3 separate regions of the Sus scrofa genome follow, and all the other regions are linked to region 1. Evidence: chromatin contacts called from public Hi-C and promoter capture Hi-C data. All regions are on one chromosome and are shown on one strand. The core of a region is the stretch at or near the end of the contact, and the rest is flanking DNA. Distances in the headings are between cores, read along the strand shown.

Region 1 (2,960 bases), core at 23-2,522:
CATTTACGTAAGACGGTATATCACACGCTGAAAACACAGGAATATATTAAGTATAGATAGTTACCTCTGCAACGATGCTCCAATTTGACGACAGAAAAAAGAACTTAGAGATGACTTTTACTTTTTGCTACCCACTTTTTTTTTTTTTTTGGCCACACTTGCAGCATGCAGAAGTTCCCAAGTCAGGGAACTGAACTCGTTTACCCCTGCAGTGACAGTGATGAGTCCTTAACCCAATGCACCACAAGGGAAATCCTGAAATCCCTTTCCTTTTGGGGGGGGGTAGTCTTTTTAGGGCTGCATGGGCAGAACAGGAGTTTCCCAAGCTAGGGGTCGAATCAGAGCTACAGCTGCCATCCTACACCACAGCCACAGCAACACCAGATTTGAGCCACATCAGAGACCTACTACAGCTTGCAAGTGATGCCGGATCCTCAACCCACTGAGCAAGGCCAGGGATTGAACCCACATCCTCATGGATGCTAGTCAGGTCTGCTGAGCCATAACGGGAACCCCCTGAAATCCCTTTCTTTAAAAGAGAAATCAGGAGTTCCAAAAAAAAAAAAAAAAAAAAAAAAAAAAGAAAGAAAAAAGAAAGGAGTTCCCATTGCGGTTGAGCAGCTTAAGAACCTGACTCCTGACTAGTATCCATGGGATGCCGGGATTCGATCCCTGATCTTGCTCAGTGGGTTAAGGACCCAGCGTAGCTGCAAGCTGCGGAGTAGGTCACGGAATGTGGGTTGGATCTGGTGTTGCTGTGGCATAGGGTGGCAACTGCACCTCTGACGTGACCCCAGCCCAGGAATTTCCACATGCCACAGGTGCCATGAATAATAATACTAAAAGAAAAATCAAAACGACGTCTTTGATAATGTGGTAAGGATTAAATGGATCAATGGCTATCGGTCGCTTATCCCGGCCTCGTACATAACGACAAGTACTGAATAATTTACTCCTATTTTGCCCAGAACACAGCGGATGAGACTTTCACCGCTGCTGCTGTTCGCCTCCGCGCCACGCGGTGCGCTGTCGCCTCCGGGCTGGCCGGGCCGGGGACGGGGCGCCGGACGTTCGTCTAGCTGCGGCCTCCGCCATCCCGGACGCAGGCCCGCTCCACCCACCCAGTGCGGCTGCTTCGTGCAGCTTTAGAAGCCGACGCGCTCGCTGGGACACCGAGCCCCTTACCTCCTCAGGCGCCCCACTGAATCAACCGTATTCTCGAGGGCGTCTTCATCTCGGAAACGCTAAAGTCGGCGTCTTCCGGAGCAGCCGGCCTCGCCCCGTGACCTCAGACGTTCACTTCCGGGGATACGGACGTGACCCGTCGCCCCGCCTCCTCCCACTCTCTCTTTCCGGTGGCGGAGTCTGAAGGCGACGCGCAGGTAGGCTCCCTGGGCCGGGACAATCGAGCGGCATCCTGCGGCCTGGGGGCCCAGCGAGATTCGGGGCGCGGGCCTGAGGTTTTGCCGCGAAAGCCAAGCCAGGTGCGGGGCGGGAGGCGCGCGGCGGGTCGATGCAGACTCTGGTTGGCGCTGTCTCGGAGGCGGAGGTTTTGGCTCGGAACCGCCTGTAACGCGGGGTCCGCTCGGGGCCGGGCCCAGGGGCACAGCCACCTCCGCCGGGCCACGGCGGGGGGCGGGGAGGAGCGGGAACGTCGTCCCGGGAGCGAGCCTCGGGTCTCCCGCTTGTTTTCGGTCTGGGAAGTTGGGGTAATTGCCGCACGGGTCCCGTGGGGTCTTGGGACGGATTCGGGGCGGGAAGGCAGGGGACGCGGCCCCTTCGTGGGCGGTTCCTGGATCAGTGATGCCAGGGCGGGCGCTGCACGTGGCGGCTGCAGGGCGGCGTCGAAGCCGGGAAGGGGCCGCAGCCGCTGGGGAGGCCGCGCGGCCTGGGGGGCGGCCGAGCGAGTGCGCGCGCCCGCGCTCCTTCCCGGAGCCGGGGCTGTTCCTCTGCCGCAGAAATGGCACCGCGCAAGGGGAAGGAGAAGAAGGAGGAGCAGGTCATCAGCCTCGGCCCGCAGGTGGCTGAAGGGGAAAACGTGTTCGGCGTGTGTCACATCTTCGCGTCTTTCAATGACACTTTCGTCCATGTCACCGATCTCTCGGGCAAGTGAGTATCAGGAGAGGCCCAGGCCCCCGCTCGCAGGGCCTGGGGTTAGAAGGGGGGGAAGGGACCCCGGGGCTGGGCGGCAGGTGGAGGGTCTCTTGTGAGAATTGGAGCGAGCGTTCACTCAAGGAAGGTGTGGCCTCCGGGTCCCGGGGTGTAAGAGGAGGCACGTGTGTCCCTCAGCGGCTTCCCAGCCTGGGGGGGGTCTCTAAACCCTCGGGGTGTCCTGGCACTTACAGGGGCGCTGGTGGCCTGGCGTCACCCCGGCGGCAGGTCTCGCTGTCTCGGCTGGCTGTCCTCGTGTGCAGGGGTTGGAGCGGCCGGTGCGGCGGGTCACACGTGTCTCAGGCCTCTGGAGCCTGTCCCCGCAGAGCTCGCGGCTTTCCGGTCCCCGGCGGGGACGCCTGCCGGCCCCGAGCGGCGGTGCGTCTGTTGGGGCCTGACGGACACTCTGCAGCCTCGCGGGTGAGAGAGGACCCTGTGCTTTTGTCCCCAGGGAGACCATCTGTCGCGTGACGGGCGGGATGAAGGTGAAGGCCGACCGGGATGAGTCCTCTCCGTACGCCGCTATGCTGGCTGCCCAGGACGTGGCCCAGCGCTGCAAGGAGCTGGGCATCACTGCCCTCCACATCAAGCTCCGGGCCACGGGCGGGAACCGGTGAGTGGGAGTGGCTCGCGGGCTTGAGCGCCAGTGCGCCTGATTTCAGTCGGCTTGGTTTCTCTTTGGGGACTTCGTACCCCGCTGCCTAGGTTGGTGTGTGACTAATAGGACACGGCAAGAGCTGCTGTTGCTGTGGGTTTGGTTCCAGGCCGCAGACAGCAGGTAGCTCAGGAAAGCGAGTCACCTGGGCCTT
Region 2 (2,811 bases), core at 93-2,592, 160 kb after region 1:
TGCGCCCGCAGCATGTGGCCCCGAAGAGAGAAGGGGAAGGGTTTAGCGCTGGGGCTTAGCGAGAAGCTCCCCTGGCACGGTGGCGAGTGCCGGGGCCAATGCCCGCCAGAGGCTTGGCTCTCGGGAGCCTGGGGAGGCTGACAGGGCAGCCGAGCAGATATAGCCAAGCTCACCCGAGGGGCCCTTGGGCTACCGTGGGCACAGGGCCCGTCCCACCACCAGGCCCGGCCTCTGGGAAGCTCCGGCCCTGGCTTTGCCGAGAGGGTCCATCTGCCCGTTTTACCAGCTGGGACAAGACCCGGGGCCAGGAAACTGCTGGAAGCTGGGCTTGGTGCTCTCTCCCCGACCCCTGCCCTGCCTTCCCCCCCGCCCCCAGACCAGGATCCTGCAGTTCCTTCAGCTGAAAGATGAGCCGCCCGGCAGGCAGAGGCTTTTTTTAACAACTGAAGCGCCTGGAGAACTCCAGTCCAGAGCTCACACCATGGGGTGTCTGGGTAGCTCCCCTCCCACCATGTGCCGGGGGGGCCAGTGGTGGTTAAAAAAATCATGGGGGGCAAGCGCTTAAAAGCCAGGAGATTTCATAGCAACTCCCAGATTTCTGACTTCTCCTGAAAGTCAGAATGTGTGGCCTCACGGGCCCCGCAGTGCCGGAGCAGCGGGCTGGGGCCACTTGGAGGCCGGAGGGGCAGGGAGGTCCCGAACTGGCCCACAGAGCCCGGGGGTGGGGGGACAGCCGTTCCTCTCGGCCTCGGGACCCAGGGGCACTCACTGCCCCCCGCCCCCAACTGCTTTGCAAGAGGGAACCTCGGTCTGAGAGGCCGAGGGGGCCCAGAGGTGGGAATGTGGTGACGGCCGGGGGGCTGAGCCCCGTCCTTCCACGCCTCGGGGGCGCCGACGCCCCGGGCCCCTCTCCTCCCCGGCTCGCCCTCCCCGGGCTGCCGGGACGAGGACCTTCCGTGGCGGCCGTTGACTGAGCATCTGCTGCGTACGCATCGGGAGCCGTGTCGGGAGCCGTGTCAGGCGCTTCGGAGATACCGTTGCGTTTCTCTCGAGGCCGTTTGCTTGGGGTCTGAAGCAGCCGGGGGCCCGGGCCCGGGCTGGGCATTCCTGCCCTTTCCCCCAAGGGCTCAGGCCGGGGGCGACCGGGAGGGCAGGGCAAGGAGGGCAAGTGTGGCCTCCCCGAGAGCTGTTGCTCGGCCGCCCCCGCGTGGGGCTCGGGGCTGGAGGCAGGGAGGCCTCTGCAGGGGAGGCTGCTCTGCAGGGGAGGCCCCAGACAGGGGGCACCTGCTTCTTCTCACGGGCGAAATGCGGCTCGCAGCTGTCGAGAGCGAGTGGGCAGGGCTGACACATGACCCACAGCAGCATGGGGCTAAAATTAGAGCGGGCCGGAGGGGAGGGAGCCGCCAGCCCCGGGCCGGGCAGCCGGGCCTCCGGGTTGGCCTCCAACAGCTCGGGGAGCGACCGGGCTCTAGAGGGAACCCCCAGACTGAAAGAGCAGCTCCACGGCCCCGGGACAGGCCAAGCACCCACCGCGGCCCATGGGGCCCGAGGGTCACACTTGAGATCGCTGCCAAGGCGGAGCCCAGCCCACCCGGGAAGGAAGAGGGCCCAGGAGGAGGCGTCCCCGCGTTGCCGGCCGGCCCCGTGCCTTCCGCTGCCCGTGGATGCTGCTCTTCCTGGCCCTGTGGGCCCTGGTGCCCTGCCTGGTGTTGCTAAGCCTCTACTTTTACTCCTCTGCAGGTGGGAAGAGTGGCGGAAACAAGAAGAATGACGGCGTGAAGGTAAGGCCCGGAGAGCTGGCAGGGCCTGCCTCCGGGGGCGCTTCCGCCCTCAGGGCCCGGCTGGCAGGGCCAGGGGCAGAGCCAGGCCTTGCTCGCGGTGTTCTGGGCAGGTTGGTCGCCCGGGCAGACCGGCGTCCCCAGACCCAGAGACCCGGGCTTCCGGGCCCCCGTTCCCGCCAGGATCGGGGCAGGGGGAGGGGAGGGCTGAGGAGCGGGGGAGAGGCAGGTGGCCTGGGGTTGGGGTGGCCCTAAGGACGGAGGCCGAAGGAGACTCTGTGGTTCTCCAGGGCTAGAGGGCTGGGGAGCTAGGGTGCAGAGAGGGCTGGGTGCCGGGAGCCGTGCCTCCCTCTTCCCGAGTGGGGGCTGGCGGCCCGGGGCCCCTGACCCGAGGCACGGCCTGTCCAGCCTACGAAGCCCACAGAGGATGGGCAGCCCAGCCTCTCGGCTTTGACATCCAGAGGCACCCATCCCCACGGAGGCCTGCCAGTTCAGCGCCAAGAATTCCGCCCCTCCCCGGACCCAGGCCGCCCTGTCCCACGCCTGCTGCCCGAGCCCCTTGCTCCACACCCGCCTGACATCCGTCCCCTCCCTCCGCTCGCCCTGCCCTCTGGGGCCTGGTCCCCGCTCTCCGCAGCTCCCTCCTCCCCTGCCACTGGCTCGCCTTGTGGGTTCTCCTCTCTTGAGACGCTGCCTTTTGCTGGGCTCGGACCCTGCCCAGCCAGGGCCCCAGGGCAAGGCTGTGCCCGGGACACTGAAAGCTGTGGCACGCTGTCCAAACACAGCCACCCAGGTGGGCCGGTGGCTTCATGGCTTGGTTTGTAGTGGTGTTTAGAGTCTCAGGCCCCTGTCTTGGTCTGCCGGGGCTTGGAGGGAGGGGAGCCGGGCTGTCTGCCTGAGGCCGGGATCTGGGCCCTGCTACTCTTAGGGCTTGAGGTTCCCCGTGGGTACAGTGGTGTGAAAGGGGGGTGAACCCATGACTTCCAAGATTTTGGCTTAAAGAAACAAGAATGAAATGGGGGCAGGCTCGTTC
Region 3 (2,700 bases), core at 80-2,579, 240 kb before region 1:
CCCAAGCTCGGGGTTGGATTGGAGCTGCAGCTGCAGGCCTACACCACAGCCATCACAATACTGGATCTGAGCTGCATCTGTGACCTATGCCACAGCTTGTGGCAACACTGGGTCTTTAATCCACTTGAGGCCAGGGATTGAACCCACATCCTCACAGAGACAACTTCCGGTCCTTAACCTGCTGAGCCACAACAGAACCTCCAGAAGATGGAATCCTTCTGTATTTGTAATGAATATACGTAAAAATTCATAACTGTACAAGTAAAATGGGTAAAAATTTACATAGATTATACTTTAATTTAAAAAAAAAGTGGAGACAAATACATGAGCTTGAAGATACAATATGACAAAACTATGAAAGTGGTACCAGAATGCTTGAAATTAATAAAAATATTGGCAGAGTGGTTGAGTTTTTCCAAAAACGACGTAACAAAGTATGTGTTGATCTGTAAGACCTTTTTCATTTCAGAAGTTGGAAAAACCATACTATTGTTTGGATTTGTGACTTAATCATTTTTTAGCTACACGATCAGAAGCAAGTTACTTAATCTCGCTAAACCTCAGGTGCCTTCTATAAAAGAGGTATAATCATACTTGCCTAGAGGGTAGAGGTTGTCAGATAAAATTAAGGGCCTCTTGCCAAATTTGACTTTCAGGTAAATGAGTCATTACTTAGTGTAAGTTATGTTTGGAATATATTTATACTAAAATAGGGCTCCCTGTTTATCTGAAGTTCAAGTGTAACTGCACTGGGAACTGTGTCCAGTCACTTACGATGGAGCACAATAATGTGAGAAAAAAGAATGTGTACATGTATGTGTAACAGGGTCACCATGCTGTACAGTAGCAAAAAAATTGTATTGGGGGAATGACTATTAAAAAATAATAATAAAAGGAAACAAAATGTAACTGGGCTTTTATTTGCTAAATCTGGTAACACTGTAGAGGGGTTATTATGTCCAAGTGTTAACTTGGACACTGTCAGGCAAGGCATTCCCCCACCGTGGGGCATAAGCGCTCAATGGGGCTAACGCTGTTTTAACACCGGCCCTTCATTCATTATGTGTCTCTTCATTCTTTCCCGCGATGTTTAAATAAATCAATTGTACTTGGGAAGCGTCATCCCCGGAAGCAACCAGCCGGAAGAAAGCAACTGTACGGCAACTGCAAAGCAAGCAATTCCGCGCGGGCGCGGTCTGGATGCGCAGGCCCCGCCCCCAAGGCGCACAGGCCCCGCCCCCAAGGCGCACAGGCCCCGCCCCAAGGCGCACAGGCCCCGCCCCAAGGCGCACAGGCCTCGCCCCCAAGGCGCGCAGGCCCCGCCCCCAAGGCGCGCAGGACGCGTAAATAAGACGTCGACGTGCCGGGGGCACCCGGGGCCTGACGGGATCGTGGCGGTCCGCGCTCCCAGCTCGGAACTGCGGCTACCTTTGCAGACGCTGTGAAGATGGCGACGTCCCTGGGCTCCAACACCTACAACAGGCAGAACTGGGAGGATGCGGTGAGCGTTCCCGCTCTGCCGGAGGGAGGCGGAAGGAGGCGGCGGGGCCAGGCCGTAGGCGGGCGGGCGGGGACGCGGCTGCGGCGCGGCCCGGGAAACCTTAGGGAGAAGCCGCGCTGCGGCCTAGCTTGGCCGAGGCTGGAGGCCGGGGGGCCGCCCTTCTGCGGTTTGGACCGGGAGAGCTCGGCCAGGCTTCAGGACCAGCCCGTTCCACTCTCGGCGAGGGGTCCTTTCTCCTGGCCCCGCCGGAAGTGCAGGCAGCGCCCCTCCCGCGGCCCGGCCCGGCCCGCGCTGGACCTCGGGTTCCTGCCCTGCTCCCCCGCGTTGCTCCTCGCCCGGCCTCCCGCCGCACCGCTGTGGCCGAGGTGGCAGGGTCTTCGGAGCCTGGCCTTCAACCAGATTCCCCTTTTTCACCAGGACTTTCCTATTCTGTGCCAGACTTGTCTTGGGGAAAACCCATACATCCGAATGGTGAGTGATGGCGTGTGGCACACATACATTTTGTGGCACTTGCACGCTTTCGGTGCTGTGTTTGTCTCAGCCAAGACGTGATCGTGCTGCTTTACTGACCCAGAGTGGGAGGCACGACTGGTAAAGGACTGTCATGCTTGTTCTCTAACTTTGGACTCAGGACAGTCCTGTGATGGTAACTAATACTGGTTGAGCATTTACCTAGTTAACCAGAAGCAAAGAGCGATTCTGTCTTTTCAGTAAAACAAGGAAGATGTGGAGCTGTGATGTAAATTCAGATATCCCGACTCTAGGAACCTCAGCAAATTAACAGGAGAACCAGGACTAAAATCGAGGTTCCCTGACTGCTAATCAAATGCCTTTTGGTCACTGCACCTTGTGATCTGTTCAGTGTGAGGTATCTTCTATCCCTGTAAATAAGGGTATAATTAGCAGTAGTTAACATTTAGTAATTAGATTAGGGCTGTGTTGCGCTCAATCTCAAAGGTATTGATTGACTTTATTCAAGGGATCAGCACAGGATAAGTAGTAGTTACCTTCTGACAGAACTTGTAAAAATGGCTTGGCCATGGCTGAGTTCTTGGGAGAGAACTTGGCAGCCGGAAGTGAATCTAAGAGTCGTGGTTGTGGCAGACTGGTGGTAGATCCATAAGATCTTGAGATTCACTTGTAGGTGATTAGGTTAGGTCTGCACCCCCCACACCGCACACACCCCATCTCTCCCTTTA

What was found. Promoter capture Hi-C pulls out the DNA fragments that hold promoters and counts their contacts. A called contact is a pair of places that touch in the nucleus more often than the background predicts.
Region 2: a contact with region 1 is called in a Hi-C map of skeletal muscle, with 2.9 times the contacts expected there. The contact joins the enhancer-like site here to the promoter of NDST1 in region 1. A contact is called at or near these places in 4 of 47 Hi-C or Micro-C datasets (embryonic fibroblasts, fetal skeletal muscle, skeletal muscle and 1 more) and 1 of 2 datasets of contacts at active chromatin or transcription factors (skeletal muscle).
Region 3: a contact with region 1 is called in a promoter capture Hi-C map of liver, with 4 times the contacts expected there. The contact joins the promoter of RBM22 here to the promoter of NDST1 in region 1. A contact is called at or near these places in 1 of 5 promoter capture datasets (liver), 4 of 47 Hi-C or Micro-C datasets (embryonic fibroblasts, heart right ventricle and liver) and 1 of 2 datasets of contacts at active chromatin or transcription factors (alveolar macrophages).

The regions. Positions count from the first base shown.
Region 1 is chr2:151,432,237-151,435,196 of Sscrofa11.1, reverse strand. It overlaps NDST1 (bifunctional heparan sulfate N-deacetylase/N-sulfotransferase 1), which reads right to left and starts at 1,272. Exons shown (of 15, transcript XM_021085025.1): 1 at 1,186-1,272. It overlaps RPS14 (40S ribosomal protein S14), which reads left to right and starts at 1,246. Exons shown (of 5, transcript XM_021085027.1): 1 at 1,246-1,382; 2 at 1,959-2,109; 3 at 2,603-2,764. The coding sequence starts at 1,961.
Region 2 is chr2:151,269,317-151,272,127 of Sscrofa11.1, reverse strand. It overlaps CAMK2A (calcium/calmodulin-dependent protein kinase type II subunit alpha), which reads left to right. Exons shown (of 20, transcript XM_021085017.1): 14 at 1,741-1,781. Among named protein-coding and RNA genes, the nearest start is that of SLC6A7, 49 kb to the right of the region's middle. Within about 2 kb of position 1,342, at least 12 of the 83 cell types and tissues checked have an H3K27ac peak or open chromatin away from gene starts, as enhancers often do. A contact at or near this core is called in fetal skeletal muscle and skeletal muscle, where this site is marked.
Region 3 is chr2:151,670,966-151,673,665 of Sscrofa11.1, reverse strand. RBM22 (pre-mRNA-splicing factor RBM22) reads left to right here and starts at 1,329. Exons shown (of 11, transcript XM_021085031.1): 1 at 1,329-1,501; 2 at 1,919-1,972. The coding sequence starts at 1,448.